4 separate regions of the Mus musculus genome follow, and all the other regions are linked to region 4. A link is a contact called in public Hi-C and HiChIP or PLAC-seq data. All regions are on one chromosome and are shown on one strand. The core of a region is the stretch at or near the end of the contact, and the rest is flanking DNA. Distances in the headings are between cores, read along the strand shown. Region 1 has its middle 4.2 kb from the start of Gm24861. Region 2 has its middle 25 kb from the start of Gm31613. Region 3 has its middle 6.7 kb from the start of Gm31613. Region 4 holds the start of Btg3 (BTG anti-proliferation factor 3).

What was found. Hi-C and Micro-C count contacts between places; a contact is called where the count stands out from the background. HiChIP or PLAC-seq counts read pairs in DNA pulled down with a chosen protein or histone mark.
Region 1: a contact with region 4 is called in a Hi-C map of adipose-derived mesenchymal stem cells, with 3 times the contacts expected there. The contact joins the enhancer-like site here to the promoter of Btg3 in region 4. A contact is called at or near these places in 7 of 39 promoter capture datasets (the C10 cell line, the HPC-7 cell line, embryonic stem cells and 2 more), 11 of 484 Hi-C or Micro-C datasets (B cells, the MNK3 cell line, Th2 cells and 7 more), 5 of 115 datasets of contacts at active chromatin or transcription factors (bone marrow-derived macrophages, embryonic stem cells, large pre-B cells and 2 more) and 2 of 9 other capture datasets (adipose tissue and liver).
Region 2: a Hi-C map of natural killer cells shows a contact between it and region 4, with 6 times the contacts expected there. The contact joins the enhancer-like site here to the promoter of Btg3 in region 4. A contact is called at or near these places in 17 of 39 promoter capture datasets (the 3T3-L1 cell line, the C10 cell line, the HPC-7 cell line and 10 more), 4 of 15 datasets of contacts at CTCF or cohesin (CD8 T cells, large pre-B cells, pro-B cells and 1 more), 36 of 484 Hi-C or Micro-C datasets (CD4 T cells, CD8 T cells, DN3 thymocytes and 26 more), 29 of 115 datasets of contacts at active chromatin or transcription factors (CD8 T cells, DN3 thymocytes, bone marrow-derived macrophages and 20 more) and 5 of 9 other capture datasets (adipose tissue, embryonic stem cells, liver and 2 more).
Region 3: a contact with region 4 is called in an H3K4me3 HiChIP or PLAC-seq map of bone marrow-derived macrophages, with 3 times the contacts expected there. The contact joins the enhancer-like site here to the promoter of Btg3 in region 4. A contact is called at or near these places in 8 of 39 promoter capture datasets (the C10 cell line, cranial neural crest, embryonic stem cells and 4 more), 24 of 484 Hi-C or Micro-C datasets (CD4 T cells, CD8 T cells, DN3 thymocytes and 19 more), 14 of 115 datasets of contacts at active chromatin or transcription factors (bone marrow-derived macrophages, embryonic hindbrain, embryonic limb bud and 8 more) and 3 of 9 other capture datasets (adipose tissue, liver and macrophages).

Annotation. Positions count from the first base shown.
Region 1 is chr16:78,618,247-78,622,780 of GRCm38.p6, reverse strand. No RefSeq gene overlaps it. Among named protein-coding and RNA genes, the nearest start is that of Gm24861, 4.2 kb to the left of the region's middle. Within about 2 kb of position 3,185, at least 65 of the 459 cell types and tissues checked have an H3K27ac peak or open chromatin away from gene starts, as enhancers often do. A contact at or near this core is called in the MNK3 cell line, Th2 cells, adipose-derived mesenchymal stem cells and 2 more, where this site is marked.
Region 2 is chr16:78,195,185-78,200,132 of GRCm38.p6, reverse strand. No RefSeq gene overlaps it. Among named protein-coding and RNA genes, the nearest start is that of Gm31613, 25 kb to the left of the region's middle. Within about 2 kb of position 1,277, at least 56 of the 459 cell types and tissues checked have an H3K27ac peak or open chromatin away from gene starts, as enhancers often do. A contact at or near this core is called in CD8 T cells, DN3 thymocytes, Th1 cells and 11 more, where this site is marked.
Region 3 is chr16:78,213,526-78,218,406 of GRCm38.p6, reverse strand. No RefSeq gene overlaps it. Among named protein-coding and RNA genes, the nearest start is that of Gm31613, 6.7 kb to the left of the region's middle. Within about 2 kb of position 1,251, at least 101 of the 459 cell types and tissues checked have an H3K27ac peak or open chromatin away from gene starts, as enhancers often do. A contact at or near this core is called in Th1 cells, Th2 cells, adipose tissue and 8 more, where this site is marked.
Region 4 is chr16:78,374,225-78,378,827 of GRCm38.p6, reverse strand. Btg3 (BTG anti-proliferation factor 3) reads left to right here and starts at 2,018. Exons shown (of 5, transcript NM_009770.3): 1 at 2,018-2,227.

The DNA of each region.
Region 1 (4,534 bases), core at 1,936-4,435, 240 kb before region 4:
GTAGACAGGGTAGGACCTTATAAGTTTATCAGGGTGAATTGAGTATGTAGGGGCAAAGGGGCAGATTTAAGTTGTATCAAGAAAACCAAGCCCAAGAATTCATTAGATACATTAGTCCAAGAAAATGGTGTTACTCTCTCACTTGGATGCTGTACAATGACAGACACCTTGCACTGTCCCAGCAATGGCCCCTGTGGACCCTTCATCTGACACCTAGCATATGTGTAAGTAACCAGCACACAGAAAACTTCCAATTGTCCTTGGGGCTTCAGCTCAGCTAGATTCCCACTGTTTCAAAGCTGTATACAACTGTCATCTGCCCACTTGAATCTGTTACCCATCCATCTTCACATTCCTTCATCTGGACAAGAGCCTTCTCTTCCAATTCTGCAGTTGGACTCTGCTGTACAGTTCCACCTTCAAACCCTTGAGTCTTAGCAGACTGAAGCTACAGTAGCAATTCTTCCCTGTAGCCTATTCAGGTTTATTATATTTCTGACACAGACTCCACTTGTATTTGTATCAGTTCACTTCTAAAACTTGTTACAACTCTGCTGCAACCTCTTTACCCATTTGTATCCATTCTGTAGCCCCCATCCACATAGAGATACATAGATACAGACATTTGTAGTGTGTGATTGTGATCTAATGGTTGATAAAAGTAATTAAGATTGCCATAACAGAGCCTCTCCTTTTGTCATCCAGATTACTAAGGAAAGTGTAATGGGGGTGTGGATGGCCATCTGGGGGTTCACCAAGCCTGTTCCCTGGCATGGACAAAGAACTGAACATCTGGAAAAGGATGAATGGCAATTTGAATGTCCAGAAAAGACAGAAGACCAAGCCTTGGAGAGAGGGAAAGTAACAGCTTTGTCCCTTGGGAATGAGAAAGGTTGAAAGCTGGAAACACTCTAAAGGAAAGCTGGTTTGGGTCTTTATAGGGCCCCTGGGTCCTCTCCATCTTCCCAATGGTGTTGTTTAGCCACACCCCTATGTCTTCCCACCAGTTCACCTCACAAATTTCCCTAGCACAAGAAGCGACTATCTCAAAGAGTCTGCTTTCGCCTTCCTTGTCTGCCTATGTCCCTCTAACTTTCCTGCACATTAAAAGTGATGACTATTGAACTCAAGACCCAATACATGCTAAACATGTACCCTTCCACTGAGCTACATCATCAGCCCCTACATTTATTTTTAATGAATTAAATAACAACTGCCAGTGGTAAGTCTAATAACAGGTTAAACATTAAGTTAGAAATAAGAATAACTAATGATACATATAATATTTATAATATATCATATAATAAAATAACAACATAATATGATAATAAGCAATATAAAAAGTCTATGATTCTACAAATGACAAATTGGGGTACTTTAAATCCATCATTGAAAGATTTCCTTTTTTTAAGATTTATTTATTACTAAGGTTCCTCCTTAGGTCACAAACTTCCTTCTTCCTAGATAATGGTAAATTTCTGTGTAGGGCAGTGACTTAGCTATCCATGCCCAGGGTCGGATCAAAGACTGCCTAGAGTGTAACTTAGCTATATGTCAAAAAAAAATCAATCCTTAGGAGCACCTATAATAAAGCAATATTAAGAGAAAGCACACAGGTCTATTTACCACTAAAGCAAGGACACTGGAGCATTCGTTATACCGGATGCCACAGTTTCAGGAGACTAAGTTTCCGTGAACTTTTCTCCTCAGGACAGCGCCCAGGTTTGGGGGGCCTGTCACGACTGTCACTGCTAGAGTGGATGTAGCAGAGAGGGAGAGGTGAGAGATGTGATTCGATTCTGGCTCTGTATAGCAAGAGGATTTCCTAGGAAAAAGAGTATGATGAGGCATGAAACTGTGGGTCTGGCTCTCTCTCTCTCTCTCTCTCTCTCTCTCTCTCTCTCAGGACTTCTGGAAGAATGTCAGATAAGACTTGAGATGAGGAAAGATTTGGTCAGTCCAGTTGCTCAACCATGAATTGTCTAAGTGCACCCTCTCTGTTTCAGTCACTTAGTCACTATGGCCTCCAGGCAGAAGATCCCCTTAGGTGACGATGGCAGACAGGAGCCAGAACTGCTCTCTGTAGTCCCTGATCTCCAGCAAGGTCATTCCAGGAACTCCAGCTGTGGGGCCTGCGGTGGCTGTTCCTGATTGTCAACTTGACTCCATCTGGAAATAACTAAAAACCCAAGCCATCGGGTACAACTGTGGAAGAGTTTTCTTGCGATTGCAATTTAATTGTAATTAAATCACCTACAGTGGCAGACCTACTTTTATTCAAATCTTTTGAGGAGGGATGGATGATACATCTTTAAACTGGGCCACACCTTCCGGTTGTGGCTTGTATAGAGAACATAGAAGAAAGCTTTTGCTCTTTGCCTGCTTGCCCTCATCACTCTGGCCAGTCCCTTCCTTCACTGACATTAGAGCCTCTTTCTTCAGGATTCTGACATCTACTGAAGAGCAACTGAAGTACCCAGCCCTGTGAACAGAACAACTACTAGGTTGCTGGACATCCACTGGGAGACAGCCACTGTTGGATTAGCTGGACCACAGCCTGTAAGTCACTCTAATATGTTTCCATTCTTTATGGAGGGAAAGACTAATTTTATCATTTCTGTCCCTCTGGAGAACCGGGACCAATACAGGGTCCTTTCCCGTCTTGACCAGTTTCTGTCCTGTTCTTATCATAAAGACAAGTCACTATAGCTAAAGGATGTGTAAAGAAAGTGTCATGAAGCCAGAAGAGGCTGAGTGATCTGTAACCTTTTGTCTGTCCCCGATACGTACATACTCTCTGCAGCAACAGAACTGGAGTTCATAGAGCTAGGCTTCCAGTCACAGCAAACAAGAACACTGGCGTGCTCTGTGAAGATTGGTATTATTGTGTGAACTTAGCTTCAAAATACAGAAGTGAAATACAGTTCAAAACTTCCTTGATTTCATCATATATATAAACAATAAATAGAAATAGGTATAGGTTCAATGTGGTTGGTAAAGGTATTGTATAAGATGTCTCCTGAGACACTATACACTGGTCTACTCAACCCCAAAACGGAAACAACAAAAAACAAAGTAACATTTGCACCAAAGTCCCTCTTGCTGAAGCAGTGACTTACTGGGCTAACAGGGCCATACCTGAAGGGTTACTACAGAAGCAGTGATGACTCAGAACCAGGCTGTGTCACATCATCAAAGCCCCGCCCAACGTAGGTGATGACTCACAGAAGCAGCAACCCAGGAACTCTGAATTATCTGTAGTCAAGTTCAGGAATCCCTCTCTGGCCCAGCGGGGCAGAGTCTCCTCCTCCAGCTGTAGTTGGCTAGCGTAATCTTAGGGAAGGGCCCTCTCTTATCTCTCATACATTTCAGGTTTGTCAAATCTGTGTAGTCTAAGCTTCATGAGCCCTGGGGCGGGGTGGGGGCTCTCCTTCCTTCCTTCCTGCAGGGAATGTTCCAATTCAGAGAAAACTGTTACACAGTAAAGGACTAGTAAGAAGTTAAGAATTTGTTTCTTGAAAACGGAAACTATATTGGGTTTCAGAAGCTGAATAAGAGTTCATCCTGATGTAAACTGATCATTGTTCACAGATGGTGAGTTATGGTCACTGAAGAGTTAACATAATTCGCTTTTCTCTTATTTTAGAGTAACAAAATAATCTAATCTTCAAACACTATGTCTATAAAAATAAAATATTGTGAATATGTTATAATTCTATTTGACAGCAAATTTAAGTGTATTCAATGTAATAAGAAAAAGTACTATTCAGCCACGAATATTAAGAAGTGGCATTTCAAAGATAAATTTGTGAAATTGTTTTTTGTCCTCAGTCTAGAAAATAGAGACCAGATGGCTGCAAATATTTGTTACTAAAATGAAAAAAAAAGAAAAGAAAGAAAGAAAGAAAGAAAGAAAGAAAGAAAGAAAGAAAGAAAATCTTTTTACTCCATCCAATTTCAAGGTCTAGAGCAGCTTTTTGTTTCTAAAAATTTATAAGGAGGCACTTGAGGCTGGTAATCAACTATTTTAGTTCATTGTCTTCTCTATTAAATGTATGTTCACACACTTGCAATGTGTTCAATTGAGATTAATGTGTGCTTTTAAGAGCCGTCATTTTATACATTTATAATTCTACTTAATGTTTTTTTTAACTTTTTATTGATTCTTTGTGAGTTTCTCACCATGCACCCCAGTCCCACTTATTTCCCGATCCCCTCATATCTGCCCTTCACCCTTGCAATCTCCACCACAAATAAAACACAACAACCAACCAAAAACCAAAAGCATAGGAAACAGCTCATCATGGAAGCTGTAGTATGTCAGCGTGCGCCCCGCTGTATATCCCTCTGTCCAGACATCTTCACTTGCAAATGTTTATGTTCATTGGAATGAGTCATGGGTCTGATTCAAGATCTCTGGCTTGTGTGACTTCTGTGACACCATCAATATTGGATCCTCACCAGGACTCCTCCCAGCTATCCCGAGTCATGGAGATCCTGCGTCTTCGAAACAGCAGCACTGGCCCCTTCATCC
Region 2 (4,948 bases), core at 28-2,527, 180 kb after region 4:
TCTCACACCTGAATTTTTAAAGCTAAAGTTTTAAACTGATTTATTTTTTTCCCCCTCCTTGAATGGCTTTTCCTCCATATTCAGCTGTTTTGGGGTTGACATTGATGCTGGGCTCAGCACTTTGGAAGCAGAAAGATTCTGGATTTGAGGCTAGCGTAGAGTTGATATTGATACCCTGGAGGAAAAGGAAGTAAAGCAGACAGGGGTAGAAGGCTCCTCTGTTTCCACAGATAGAAACAGCCTCCTCATTTATAATTTTCCTAATCAACTATCTACTATCTATCTATTATATCTCTCTCCATCCATCCATCCATCCATCCATCCATCCATCCATCCATCTACCCATCCATCATCTACGCATTTCTTTCTTACATTTTTTTAATTTATTGATTGATTTACTTCTGCATGGGTGTTTGTGTGTCAATGAGCAAGCTGGCTAGCTAGGTAGATTACTTCAGTCACCAAACTCTGGGCTCAAGTGAGAAACTCTGCCTCCTTATAGAAGGTGGAAAACAATCAAGGAAGACGCTGGCCATCAACTTCTGGCCTCCATGTGTGCATCTGTACACGCACCTGTGTGTGCTCGTGTGCATGGGGTGTGGGGTGTGGGGTGTGGGGTGTGGGGTGTGAGTCTCTCTTCCTGTCATGTGTCCCCGGATTGAATTCAGATCAGGCTTCGTGATAAGTACCAGCTGAAGGTACTCGCTCTCTCGCTCTGTCTCTCTCTCAACGTCTGTCTGTCTCAACACTACTTTAATTTGCCACTGAGTGTTCTTAAAATTACTACAAAAACCGGAAGCCTGATTTGGCATAGGGTTCTCAGTTTTGGAAGAGAAAAAAGAAAAATCTAACAGAATTTTAGGTAACTGCGAAATTTCATGAGAATATAATCCTTATTAGTAGCATTAAACTCAGCCCGCAAGTAACAGATTACTGTGTTTTCACAGCCCACTTTGTGTTGATCGTCTTTACGTTCCTTTCCGCCCCGCCCCACCCTTCTATTCCCAGTAGCCCCCTCAGAATGCTGCATTAACTTTCAACCTTCATTTTTTGTCTTTGAGCAAAAGGCGATCACGTCAATTTCCAAATGGCTTAGTAGTTTCATAGGCGTTATTTTGGGAGCTCAGTGGGCAACGTGGCTTTTTTTTGAGAGAGAACAGCGACATCTCTTGGCCGTCACGGGTACTGCGCGTTCAGGGGAGGTTGCAAATTGCACCTCATTGGGTTCTCCGAAGACATACATCTGTGAGGCGAAGTTTTCAGTGGTTGTTGTGGTCGAAAGCAGAGCCCACACGAAAACATCCGAGAGTCAGGAAATGATGACAGCGGTGCTAATCTCATTCTGATGTTTGACAGGTGCCTGACTGGTACTGTGATGGTTTTTAAACGATCAACTGTTCTTTGACAATCTTTCCTTTAGAAATAGAGTCTAACCATTTCCTTGGGTGTGGGCTTAACCAACTGACCAGCACTTTAGGAATGTAATCTGACAGAAGTGTTGGGGAGTGGGGGTGGGGCCGCTACTTTCAAGGGTAAGTCCTAGAAAGCCATAGAGCCATTTTCTTTCATCTCTGGGAGCTGTTACAACTAAGGACCTGCAAGTCCTTTTCTAGAGAAGTCCACGTGGTGAGAAAGTGATCCAATCTAACCATACATCAAGTAGGGAGCTGAGGCACCATGGGACTGAGTTATCTTTCGAAGCCTGCCTCAGTCTCCGGGAAATCTTATCTATGTCCTCAGTCAATCGTAACTGTACCCACATCAGAGATCCAAGCTATTCAGCTGAAATCCTTCCAGATCCCATACAAACACTGTCATATAATACAATTTGTAAGTAGAATTAACAGAGCCAGTAAGATATAATGAAAGATAAATTATTTCCCCATTTATGTATATAAAGAGGTATTGGATGGTCTGAACTTAAATACACTTTACATTATTCAAAGTAAGAGTTCTTAGCAAATAGAACTTTGGGTGCTTGGGAATCAAGCAGGACTATGGTGTGAGAGTCCAAGACAGTGCGCTGTGTAATAAGTGTGTCCTGTACAAAGTTTGGGAACCATATGTAAGCATACTAAACATGGCTTTACTTTAAAAGCTTTTAGGCATATAGAATGACTGTTTTGGATTTGAAAAATTTATTACTTTTAATACTTGACACATGCATTTCTCATGTCAGTGGGAATATGAAAACAGAAAAAAAGTTCCATTCAGAATTAAAATTTCCAAGAAAGTGATTATTTGAGTATAAATAGGTGAGTATTAATTAAACAGGAAGGGAGTTTTTTTCCCCTTATTGATTTAAGATACATGAGGGCTAATATAAAAAATGAGAACATGTTAATTTGCCTACACAAAGAGTGGAAAGGACAGGTTATAGGTGTTCTAAGTCACTCTGTATGTGCGGTGCCGTTAACTACAGCAGGCTGTTTATTGAAAATAGAAGACGCAAAGCACCCCCTGGTGGCCGTTGTTGAAGTAACCGTCCAACTGCAAGAGAAGGCTTATAAACTTTTTTGAGACAGTATTTAAATGGGATCTGTCATTCTTTAAGTAAACTTACCGATGGCTCTGGATTTGTAGTTTGCTGGACACAATAACTCAGTGTTTTCTAAAAGCTAATTCAGCAACATTGGATAGTCTTGTTTTATAGAAGAAAAACCCTTTTCAGGTCAAGGCATTAGGGAAACACAATGTGTGGAGTTTTTTTTTTTTTTTTTTTTTTTTTTTTTTTTTTTTTTTTTTTCAAAGCAGGTCACATAAGAATGACGCAAGAAATAACTGAATCGCAGCACAAGGGACCCTTCATGTTATAAATCGAAGTACAGCGTCTTCCAAAACAAAACAATAAAACAAAACAAAAGAAAACAAAACACTTTGTGCTTTAATCCAAGACCCCTTGTTGGTGTGAGAAGAGGCAGGCAAGGAATTAGAGAGATAAGCAGTCATGACTCTGAGGCAGGTGTGGGATGCAGACCAGGAGCAGTGTGGGATGGGCAGAGTCCTTCCTCCACTTCCGGGGCCACCGGGGCAGGCAGAGGATGCAAGCGAAGCCGGTGAGGGGATTGCTAAAGCCTGTGGCTGTCCTGACATCCCCTAGTCTGGATAAGCAAAGGCTTTAGTAAACTGTTGTTTGGACTAAACAGAAAATGCTGCAACAAAAAGGATAATAATCAGGCTTTGTGAATCTGCTAATTACTGTTTGCACTGCAAGACTGAGAGACTTCTCTGTATTGTCTCTGAGGATGGGGACACCAACACAATGCGTCACAGTCTTCTCTTTTTCTCTCTCCCTCTCTCGCTCCAACCCTCACTTTCTCTTTCCCTCACCCACTCTCTCTCCTTCCTTCCTTCCTTCCTTCCTTCCTTCCTTCCTTCCTTCCTTCCTTCCTTCCTTCCTTCCTTCCTTCCTTCTTTCCTTCTAGCCAGGAAGATTTTTTCAAGGGTTTGCTCACCTGGTGTTCAAAACTGCTTCCTCTCTCCATGGACTAATAATTCAGGCTCTTCACATAGAAAAGGGTGAGTAGAGTCAGTAGACAATGGAGGTAAGGAAAGCGCGATTCTAAAACTGCAAACTTATCTCGCCTTCATTGTTCACTCAAAACAATTAGTTTTCATTCTGATGAGTAAGTGTAGTGTATAGAGCCTTATAGACAGCGTGGAATTCTAGAACCAGAGTCCGTTTTGAATAGTAGTTTAGCTCTATAAATTTCTAGATGCCAGCACATGCTGAAATGAGGATGGATTTGCGTTTCTGGCCCCAGTCGCACTTGTTTCTCCTATGTATATCAGGAGACAAATACAGGATGCCAAGAGTGGGAAGAATGTGTCTGCACATGTGCGTGAAAGCATCATCCTGCGCGTGGGTGCACAAGTATCTTCATGCTTGTGAAGGCCCAAAGTTCACCTCAGGTAGCTTCCTTGATCACTGTTCACTTTTTTTGAGCCAGAGTCTCTCACTTAACCCAGAACTGGTTAATCCTGGCTGACCTGGGGATGCCTGCCTCTCTCTATTACCCAAGTTCCGGGACTACAGGTGGCTGCTTCATCTGCCTAGCTTTTCTGTGAGTCCCAGGTACCTGAACTCTGGTCCTTATGTCTACAGGGAACGCACTCTACCCATGAAAGCCTGAAAAAATGGTAATGATTACCGTTTTTTTATTTTATTTTATTTTTGGACTTAATTGTTAAAAGAGAAGCCTTAAAATATGGACTGTTAACGTTACCTATAAGGAAAGCTAAGTGGATTTTAAAATACAAAAAGAAAGTTATGCATGTGTTGCTATTATTTAAAATGGTCCTGAGTTATAATTCCTAAGTACGAAGGAGGGGTCATGAGAAGTAGTTCTGTTCAGGACAGCTTTGATACTAAAAGCTTAACCATTGAAGGAAGTTTTCTATCACTTGCATTCTTTTTATTTAGAGATAAAGGAGATTTCCTTGGTCTGTGCCCTGGAGTGATGGGGTGCCAGGCACAGCTAGACTGAAGATGTGTTACAGCACCATATGAGTCTCGTCCTTCTTCACTTCCCTCTTCTCCACTCCTCTCATCCACTCTCTTGGTTTTCTATCTGCTGTCAGCTGACCTGGCTTGCTTGGGATGCTCTACCTCAGACCTCAGAAGAGAACCCTGCCCTTTTCACTTTCAGTGTCCTGTACAGATGAGCCACATAGAGTAGGCATCATCTGAGAGCTTGCTGCAAGTATGTGCTGTCAGGTGCGTCCTCAGGCCCTCAGCGTAGTGTATTTATATAGAACGATCCCTAAGTAATTGATGTGTACACTGAAGTTAAAGAGTGTCCACGAGACAGCTCGCAGGAGAGGATTTTGTGACGGTCTGGGCCTGGAAGTCCTTGGCACATGTGATCATAGGAGCAGGGGGAAGTGAGCCCCACCACAGTCCCAGGGATGGGGAGAGAGTTTGTGGGTAGACGACGAAAACCACCAT
Region 3 (4,881 bases), core at 2-2,501, 160 kb after region 4:
TCATTTTCAGAGGCAGTGGGTGCCGCTATTTTAAGCATGATTGCCCGTGTTATAATGAAAACTATATCATTTCCCTTTTAGAGTTAAAGCCAGGCCAGGTTAATCAGGAACTTTTAAAAATTGTGTGTGTGTGTTTGGGGGGATGCACACAGTATGTGGGTACTATAGTGTCTATAGTGACCCTCCCTCCCCCCAGCCAGTTGTCCAGGTGCTGGCACCCCACCAATCCTCTGCAGCTGCTCTGATTCTGATCCTTTTGCTAGAATTTCTCCTTCAGTCTCTCACTGACTCCCAAAAGTAGAATTTTTTTCCTGCAAGCTCCAGAAACTTTCAATACCCTTTAACGAGATTCCCTTGTGCTCCTGATCACCACAAAGGCAGTTTTGTGACACACGACTTACCCTTTCCAGGCAGAAAGTCCCCTTTGGGGGCTCTGCTCTGCACACCAGGAAGCTCTAGTGAAAAGTCAGTCACAGGGAGTTAAGAGGAAAAGGAAAGCCAGCTGAAAGCTAACCCTTCCATAGCTTAGCCACTTCCCCTGCTGCCCGCTCTGAGCGTGAGTGCTTCCCTGTTTTGATTAGACATAGCTCAAGAAATGGCTGCCACCGAGTGCGCCAAGACTGACTGAAATGATGCCAGCCTCCATGAGAACAGAACAGAGGAAGCTATGGCTGTAGATGTGCACGAAGATATGACTGTTCACTGGTTAAAGCATGAGGGCTGGCAAAAAAAAAAAAAAATTTAACAAGATCATTAAGATCAGGGGGAGAAGGGGAAAGGTATTTCTGTGCTATGCTTCTCTGACACAGAAGCAAAATGCAAAAAATTGAGAGAGATGGGAAAGTCCATTGAGATTGCTCAGTGTGTAAAAGCACTCGACACCAAGTCTAATAGCCTGAGTTCAGACCCGAGAAGATTGTCCTCTGACTTTCACGTGTGTGTCTGGGCATGTACACACACACACACACACACACACACACACACACACACACACACACACACACAGAGAGAGAGAGAGGGAGAGAGAGAGAGAGAGAGAGAGAGAGAGAGAGAGAGAGAGGGAGAGGGAGAGGGAGAGAGAGAGGGAGAGGGAGAGGGAGAGAGAGAGAGAGCTAAGCACTTAAGTCCAAATGAGCTGCAAGCAAGCTTATCAGACTCTGTTTAATTACTTACGTGCGTTTCCTCCAGCAAACCCCTCCCTGCTGTACCGACTGCACAAAGCTAGAAACTGAGAGAGTAGAAGGGCAGAGGAAGAGGAAGGGTCTGCTTTGAGCACAGGCGGGGTTATAAGAGGGCAAAGCACGACCTCTTTCAAGTTCAGGAAAGAAAGAAAATGGGAAGTAACTGAACTAATGTGAAACCAGAAAGGAACCCAAGAGCAAGGCACGAGAAGCGATGCAACCAGCTTCCCTCAGGAAGGGAGTTAACACTTGGCAGATGTGTCGGGATAGGACTTGGTGGTTAGGAAAATGGAGAGGTGGGGTTTATGGGAGAGTGATTTGGAAGTGAGTGGTATGAGCAAATTTAAAGGTCTTTAGGATAGACTTCACTGGAGCTGGAGAGGTGGCTCAGCTCTTAAGAGCACTGGCTGCTCTTCTGCAGCTTCTGAGTTCAAATCCCCTCAATCACTCGGTGGCTCACAACCATCTGTAATGAGATCTGACTCCCTCTTCTGGAGTGTCTGAAGACAGCTACAGAGTACTCACATAAATTAATCAATCTTTCTTCCTTCCTTTCTTTCTTTCTTTCTTTCTTTCTTTCTTTCTTTCTTTCTTTCTTTCTTTCTTTCTTTCTTTCTTTCTTTCTTTCGGGATAGACTTCACTGAATCTGACATAAGCATGTCAAGTATGGTTTTCTGACCACCCTGGTGAATGGTAGAATTTGAATAGAAGACACTGTGTACGGTATATGTCAATTTCCTATGTGAATAGAAAACACTGATCTTGGGATCAAGAGGATATGGGAGGAATTGTAGAGAGTGACATAGAATGAGTCAAAAAGGAGGCTTGTGTGACACACACACACATATCACAAAATAACCAGTGTGTGTTAAAGAGATGTTTTTATTATCACAACGGGGCGTCTAGAAGTCAGGTGAATGCCTGGAGTGAGACAGACTCAACACTGAATTGTGTTATTACACCAGATCTTAGTTGTTTTTGCCTTTATAACCCAGCCCGGGGCTTCGAATTAACTTGACTTTGGAATCTTAAGACAACTTCGCAGAGGGGCCAGAACTTTGTTCTCTGTTCATATGTCACAAGACATAGAGTGGCTTCAAATCTAGCACTTTCAAAAGGAGAATTCCCCAAAATGTCCCCAAGAAACCTTTCCTTGTATCTCACAGCCATTGAGTAATGATTGAACAATGCTCTAATCACTGGTAAAATAAATAAATAAGCAAGCAAGCCAACAAACAAACAGACAATATACACACATAGCTCTTACTTTAGATGAGCCATGTCCAGCTCTTAAGCTGAAACCACCTCGGCACATATTATACCCTTATGTCTCAATAAGAGAAAGTAAGAGTGAATATCAGGGCTCTGTAACTTCCCCAGTTACATTCATTTGTGACTACAAAGTGTCCCGGGCTCCTGCTCTTAATACCATAGGTGATGAATGAGTATCAACCAAATCTTCCTGTTTCTAGTAAATAAAGTTTTGCCTTTCTTTTAAGGAGTCAAGTTTCCTTTGATACTGATGAATACACTAGTCAGTTCCCACCTTGCAAAGGATAGAACCCCTGGACCTCAAATAGAGCTAAGAGCCATAAGAGCATATTTCATTTTGTCTTATAAAACTGCAACAATGTTACCGATTTTTTGCTCAGTCTCGAGGACATCTTTAATTGTTTCTTCTAAGACGACACAGATTCTCTCTTAGCCATACATCCTAAATGTCTTTTTGCAACAGAATTAACCTCTTTGCCCCACCCCTTGGAAACAGAAACCAAGTGTTGTGCTCAAGTCTACAAGTTTGAAGTTCCAAGGGCTAAGATCATAGTTGGTTGTAGAGTGGTTGCCTAGCATGTCCGTGGCCTCGGGTTCCACCCTTGGGTACCACAAGACAAGAGAGTGGAAAGTGGTAGGAATTCGAAGTCCTTACAAACTTTTGTGGCAGGCAGAGACAGTGGACAGGTGGTAATATAAATGGACAGGCAGAACAGCCAGTAGCAATATAAATATAAGGCTTTCACGATCCTGCTTAAAAATGACTGGCACCTCCCACATATAACGATCTCCCAGGACCTTGAGAAGTTCAGAAGCAGGCACAGCTAACCATACCAGCCTCACTGTCCACATTCCAAAGGCCTTCTTGATTCCCACGATTGGGTCTTTGTAACTCCATGCTTCCAAAGGTCCTTTTGATCCTACCAACAATTGCTTCCCCCATTTTTCCATCACGTGGCGCCTGCTTTTCTTCTGGGACATCAGGGATCTCTTCCAACAGCTCCAGCCCCAGCTTCGTTATTGCTCTCTGCTCCTGTGCCTCTTCCCGGCTGCCCCTTTTCAGATACGGTTCACCTTGTTTTGTACCGTGGCTTTCTGTATTTATCTCTTCCCGAGATAGCGCAAGGATGTCAAGTAAGGCTTTTTCCTTGTCTTAATTCTGGTATCTGAAAACTAAACAGTATCTGTGTTTGCTGGATAGACTTCTTTCCTTTGAGAGAAACACCTTTCAATGTATAATTTATTCTATGGGATTCCTGCTTTCTATTTTGATGGAAATAAACTATGTGTGATGAATAAAACTGGTTATAAGAACACACTGAGCCAAACCCCACAGAACACAGCAGCCAGATAGTTGTTGTTTTCAAAGGAAACTTCAGCATTATAAGATTTCTTAATTTAGTATTTTCAAATAATATTTTCAAAAAAATTCACTAGCATATAGCTTTGTGAATAAATTACCCTGTTCATTTGCAGAAGAAGAAAAAACAAACAAACAAACAAACAAAAAAACAGAAAACACCCCTGGTGTTGTCAGGCCACATAGCAAGCATATACACTTGACTGGCAAAGAGAGGTGGCTGTTTCTTGAAGCAAAATAAATCAGGCCAGCAAAGCTGGTTTCAAAATGAAATTTTGATTATAGACTTTTTAAATGCCTGGGCACCTTTCCTGGAAACCAAAATCATTATGTGTCTTGTTTTGAAAAGAATGGCCTAACCCTCTTATTAAATTGTTTGAATGCTGTAACTCAGACATAAAATGACAGCGCCAGAAAATTAATCGTTGTGTTTAATTTGTTCCTCTGATAATGAAACAGAATTTTATTCCTCTCTTCGTAAGATAAAGAAATCTTAAATGCTGTTCTAAGTCTGGGCAAACTCTGGCTTGTTACTCCCACAACATACCTCTGAGATCACAGCACTCCCTTCTAATGTTGGCCTGTTCCTGCTGGCCTTGCTATTTCTAAATCATACATTCTTTTAGGAGAAAGTGGCCTGCGATTCTGGGTTAGGTTAAATGAGAAAGAAATATTAAGTGTGAAGCTTTCTCCCACGGCATTCCCAGTTCGGATAGTGTGTAACTGGACAAACAGGGAGGGAAGGCAGAAACAGAGATTCTAAATCTACAGGATGAGACCGGCTAGCCATCTAGCTTGTAACTTACCCCCAGGATAGAGACCTAGCTGTGTCTCTATCCTGAATATACACTTGATAGGCCATGACTCAAAAACAGTCATTTACTAAAGCAATCCAAATCAAGTTCATTCAATCCTTGCTGGGGTTTGGGTCTGGCTTGTTCCCCTGTGGTTCCCCTGGAAGCTTAGCTCCCCACACAGCGATGTCAAGGTTAGGGAAACTTTAAGAGATGGGACCTGTTGGGAGATAATTGACGTCACCAGGCTCCGTTCCTACGATTGATATTGTC
Region 4 (4,603 bases), core at 769-3,268:
CACAGAGAAACCCTATCTCAAAAAAAGCAAACAAAGAAAAAAATTACATAGAACATTAGTCATGAGATTTTGAAATTTCCTGGCAGTTAAAAATGTTTGTAACTACCTATTTTGTGAAACTGTAGAGTTAAGAGCTGTTAGCAGTAAAACAACGTCAATGTGATTATTTGTTTTAAACGAAAGCACATCTCCGGGAATAGTCCCACGGATGTATATGACAGCACCCCCTTTAAATTGAGAAATAGCTTTAGTTTCACAATAGTAGAAGTGCTTCTCACAAAATAGAGGCATAGCACACTAGTTTTATAATGGTTTGAGGGTTTTATACTTCTGGTAAAAAATTATTATTTTTGAGGCTCACAAGGCTATAATCACCAACATAGTCTAAATAAAGCTTTAACAATTAGTTCTTGGAATGAATTTATGAAATTCCTAGGCAAATGGATGGACCTGGAGGGCATCATCCTGAGTGAGGTAACCCAATCACAAAAGAACTCACATGATATGTACTCACTGATAAGTGGATATTAGCCCAGAAACTTAGAATACCCAAGATACAAGATACAATTTGCAAAACACATGAAACTCAAGAAGAACGAAGACGAAAGTGTGGACACTTTGCTCTTTCTTAGAATTGGGACCAAAACACCCATGGAAGGAGTTACAGAGACAAAGTTTGGAGCTGAGACGAAAGGATGGACCATCTAGAGACTGCCATACCCGGGGATCCATCCCATAATCAGCCTCCAAACGCAGACACCATTGCATACACTAGGAAGATGTTGCTGAAAGGACCCTGATATAGCTGTCTCTTGCGAGGCTATGCCCCGGCCTAGCAAACACAGAAGTGGAGGCTCACAGTCAGCTATTGGATGGATCACAGGGCTCCCAATGGAGGAGCTAGAGAAAGTACCCAAGGAGCTAAAGGGATCTGCAACCCTATAGGTGGAACAATATGAACTAACCAGGAGCCCCCCACCCCCCACCCCTCAGCTGGTCTCTAGCTGCATATGTAGCAGAAGATGACCTAGTCGGCCATCACTGGAAAGAGAAAGAGTCTTGCAAACTTTATATGCCTCTGTACAGGGGAACACCAGGGCCAAGAAGTGGGAGTGGGGGGAGGGAGGGTTTGGGGGACTTATGGGGTAGCATTGGAAATGTAAATGAAGAAAATAAGTAATGAAAAAAAAAACAATGGTAATCTGCATTTTTAAATTCTCTTTTAATGAGTGTCTTGTGTTTTTCCGGCCTGTCTGACTTATCAGCTGCTTTCACAACACTAACACCTAGCTGCCAGTTCAGCCTAAGGGACGGAAAGATGGGCCTTTCTTCGGAAAGTTTATCTTCCCTCTTCTTATGTGTTTAGTCAAGGCTTAAAAGCTACCCCTCCCCCCCAAGTCCTTGAGTTAGAAGTATCTGAGAAATACAAAGCCTGGCCACTCCACTCATCCATTGGGCCATCAGTGCTGGCAGAGACACCCCGTACTCAACAGGAGGCTGCCACGGTCACATGGAGGCACGAGCTCTGCCAGCCAAGTGTCCAGGTAAGAGTTTTACCCAAGCCATCTCACGTACAGGGAGGCAGCTAGTGACCTCACGACCGGAGGGACTTGGCAAGCCCTCAGTGCCAAGCTCCCCTCCGCAGCCGCTTCGTGCAGAGGTGGGTAGGAGGGGGAGAGCCCATCAAAGCAGAATCCGGATTGAACTTGCCCTCAGGCAGCAGAGAGGCGGGCGGATCCAAGGGAGAGAGCCCCGCGTGGGGAGGAGTGGCCGAAGAGCCAAGAGGAAGCGTCCTGCCCACCCCACTGAGGGAGGCAAGGCCCTCGGGGCTCGCGCAGGAGGCACTGCGACCTCGTGCCAGCACGGCCGTCGGAGCCCAGGCTCTGCGCGCGGCCGGAGGCAGGAGCCGGCCACGCGCACCGGTGGAGGGGGGCGGGCCCGAGGGAAGCCCCGCCCCCAGGGCGCGCGGATTGGTTCTTCGCGGCGCCGGGCCTCTCCTAGTCATCGCCCCTCCCTTCTTCCGGGCCTCGAGCCCCCCGTGGGCCGCGTCGGGACTGCGTTCGCCCTGTCGGCCGCGCGCTCCGCCGCCCGCCAGTCTGGTCGGCGCGCGCTCAGCGGCGGCGGCGGCGGCCCGACGACGCAGCAGCGGCGCTCGCGCTCGGCTCCCCGGCCACGGGACGCGGTCGCACCCGGCGAGGGTGCAGCCCCCGGAGCGGCGGCGGCGGCGGTGAGGAGAGCCCGCCGGGGGTCGGAGTCGGGGACGCGGTGGCAGTGAGGAGGGCAGGCCTGGCATAAGGGGACGCGGCGGGGACCCCCGGGCATCGCGGCGGAGGGAGGTTGGGACGCGCCCGCCGCCACGTCGAAAGCGGAGCGGCCGAGGGATGCGCGGCGCGGAGGGGAGCGGCGGCGGGTCCTCGGTGGGGTTGGGACGCCTCCTCCGGCGCGTGCCACGTCGCCTGCCGCCCCCGGGGAGGCGACAGCGGGCGGGCAGGGGCAAGCCGGTTTGTTTGCACAGGTTAGACGCGGCGCGCAGGCCGTCCACTCGGAGCGCGTGGGGGGCTCTCTCCACCCGCGCCGGGCTGGGAGGGGAGCCCGATCCGGCTGCATCTGGATCCCGCTGGCCAAAGCCGCCCGGGGCGGTCAGGGCCTCTCGGCGCGACCACGCTTGCCGTCCCCTCCACCTCGGCAGCGTCCACCTGGAGAAGTTGTGGTTTCTAGAAACTGCGAGTGGCTTTTTCGTTACTGGGGAGGGGTTGGGGGGGGTGGGGGGTGGGGAGACTGCAAAGTTAGAAACTCCTAGAAGGCCGAGCTCGTGGAACAAAGTAGAACTTGAGGAGCAGCCGCCGCGGTGACGACGTCCTGGGGTGACGTCACCAAGCGGTGTTTAAAATGGGAGCTTTGGGGGACAGTGTGGGTGGCACTAGGCGCCTAAGGTCTAATCCCCCACCCCCGGTCCCCGGTGGTATTCACACCCCCCACACACCCTCCCCCGAGGTTTAGACCTTTCTCTGTGCCTTTGGTACTTCTGGAACACTGATAAGAGGGGGTTAATTCTTAAGCTATTCCATTCCTTCAAACAGAAAAATAAATAAGTCCGTATGACTCATCTTCTGTTACAAACCAAAAAGCAACCGCTAAGTGGTTCTTTCCTTCCTTAATTTTATTTTATTTATTTATTTTTTTTAATATGAAGTTGAGGAAACAAAAAGCAAATCCCCCAAACTGTTAGGTAGCACGTACTGGCCCAGTTGGTGAATGAGAGGGGTCTAGGAATCATTACATTTCTCTAGTGTGAGTCTTCTATCTTGTTTGGAGTGGAGCGTATGCGGCTCCATCTGCGACATCCTCGCCCAAGTTGTGTATTCAGTTTCAGTGGGTTTTGCTGGTCCATCACAAGGTGCTATACATGAAGTATAAAGGAAGCTTCGGAGAGCGGAAGAGGCCTCACACTGCAGGAGGAGGGAGGTGGCACAGCAGTTGTAGTAGACTGAAGTTCTATGTGCCCACCACTGGTGTGTGAGGATTCTATCTACCGGCTGACCATAGCAGTAGAGGGTGTATTAGGCATTCTAAGCATCCAAGAGGAACGTTTGGGTGTTTTCCGTCTAGGATCCGAGTGAGTAGGGCTGCCAGGACAAATCTCAGATACTATATAGAATTTCCTTCACTCTGAGGACCCTCGTTTGCATTTGCACGCAGAGTAAAAATCACATTAGACAAGAAACTTAAGAGAGCAGTTTTAGTAAATCTTTAAAAACCGGTGTTTCTTTTTTCTCTTTCATCTTTTTTTTTTTTTTTTTAATTTATAAGACCAGACTGCCAGACTGTTGTTAAGCTAGTTCACTGTATAGTCAATACATTAGGGCCCGACATTGGCGCCCAGAAAGATGACGTTACTTAGTAAATGTTGGATCAGAATATCTCCAAGTTCCATTCAGCCAAGTGAATGAGCTCATCTCAAAGCATACATATATACACACACACACATATTCAAAAGAACGCCTGATCAGCCTTTCTGGATTAATCAATGATCAATCAGATTTTCTATTTTTAAGAGTCCTTTGATGCAGCTCCAGAATGTAACTGATTATTTCATTTAATTTTTCTGTGAGTGATCCTGAATTGATGCTCTGCTTAATGCACTTTAATGCTCACTATTTCTTGTTTTAGCTCTTTAGGAAAATATACCTATACCTGAAAGAATATGTATAAAAAGCTTCAATGCTGAAAAACTTTCAATGTGTAACAATTTTATTCAAGAGTAATAGTTTTATCTCAGCAGAAAAAGAACCTTGGACTCCCTAGACTCTTGTCTCCTGCTCCTCTGCTCCTCCTGCCTGTAGGCCACCCAGTCTATTTTCTGCCTGTATAGACTCCCCTGCTCTGGACAGTTGTATATATGGCGGAAATTTTAGTGTGGTATTGTTTGTTACCTCTGCTTGCTGTGTTATAGCACGTGTTAGTGCTTCGTTTATTGTAATTACCAGTTCTGTTGTACGTGTAAGCCATACTTTATGTGTCCAGTCAGCATTTGGGGGATATTTGGAGTATTTCTACTTTGTCATGAATAATGTTGACAAGGACCTACCTTCCTTCCTTCCTT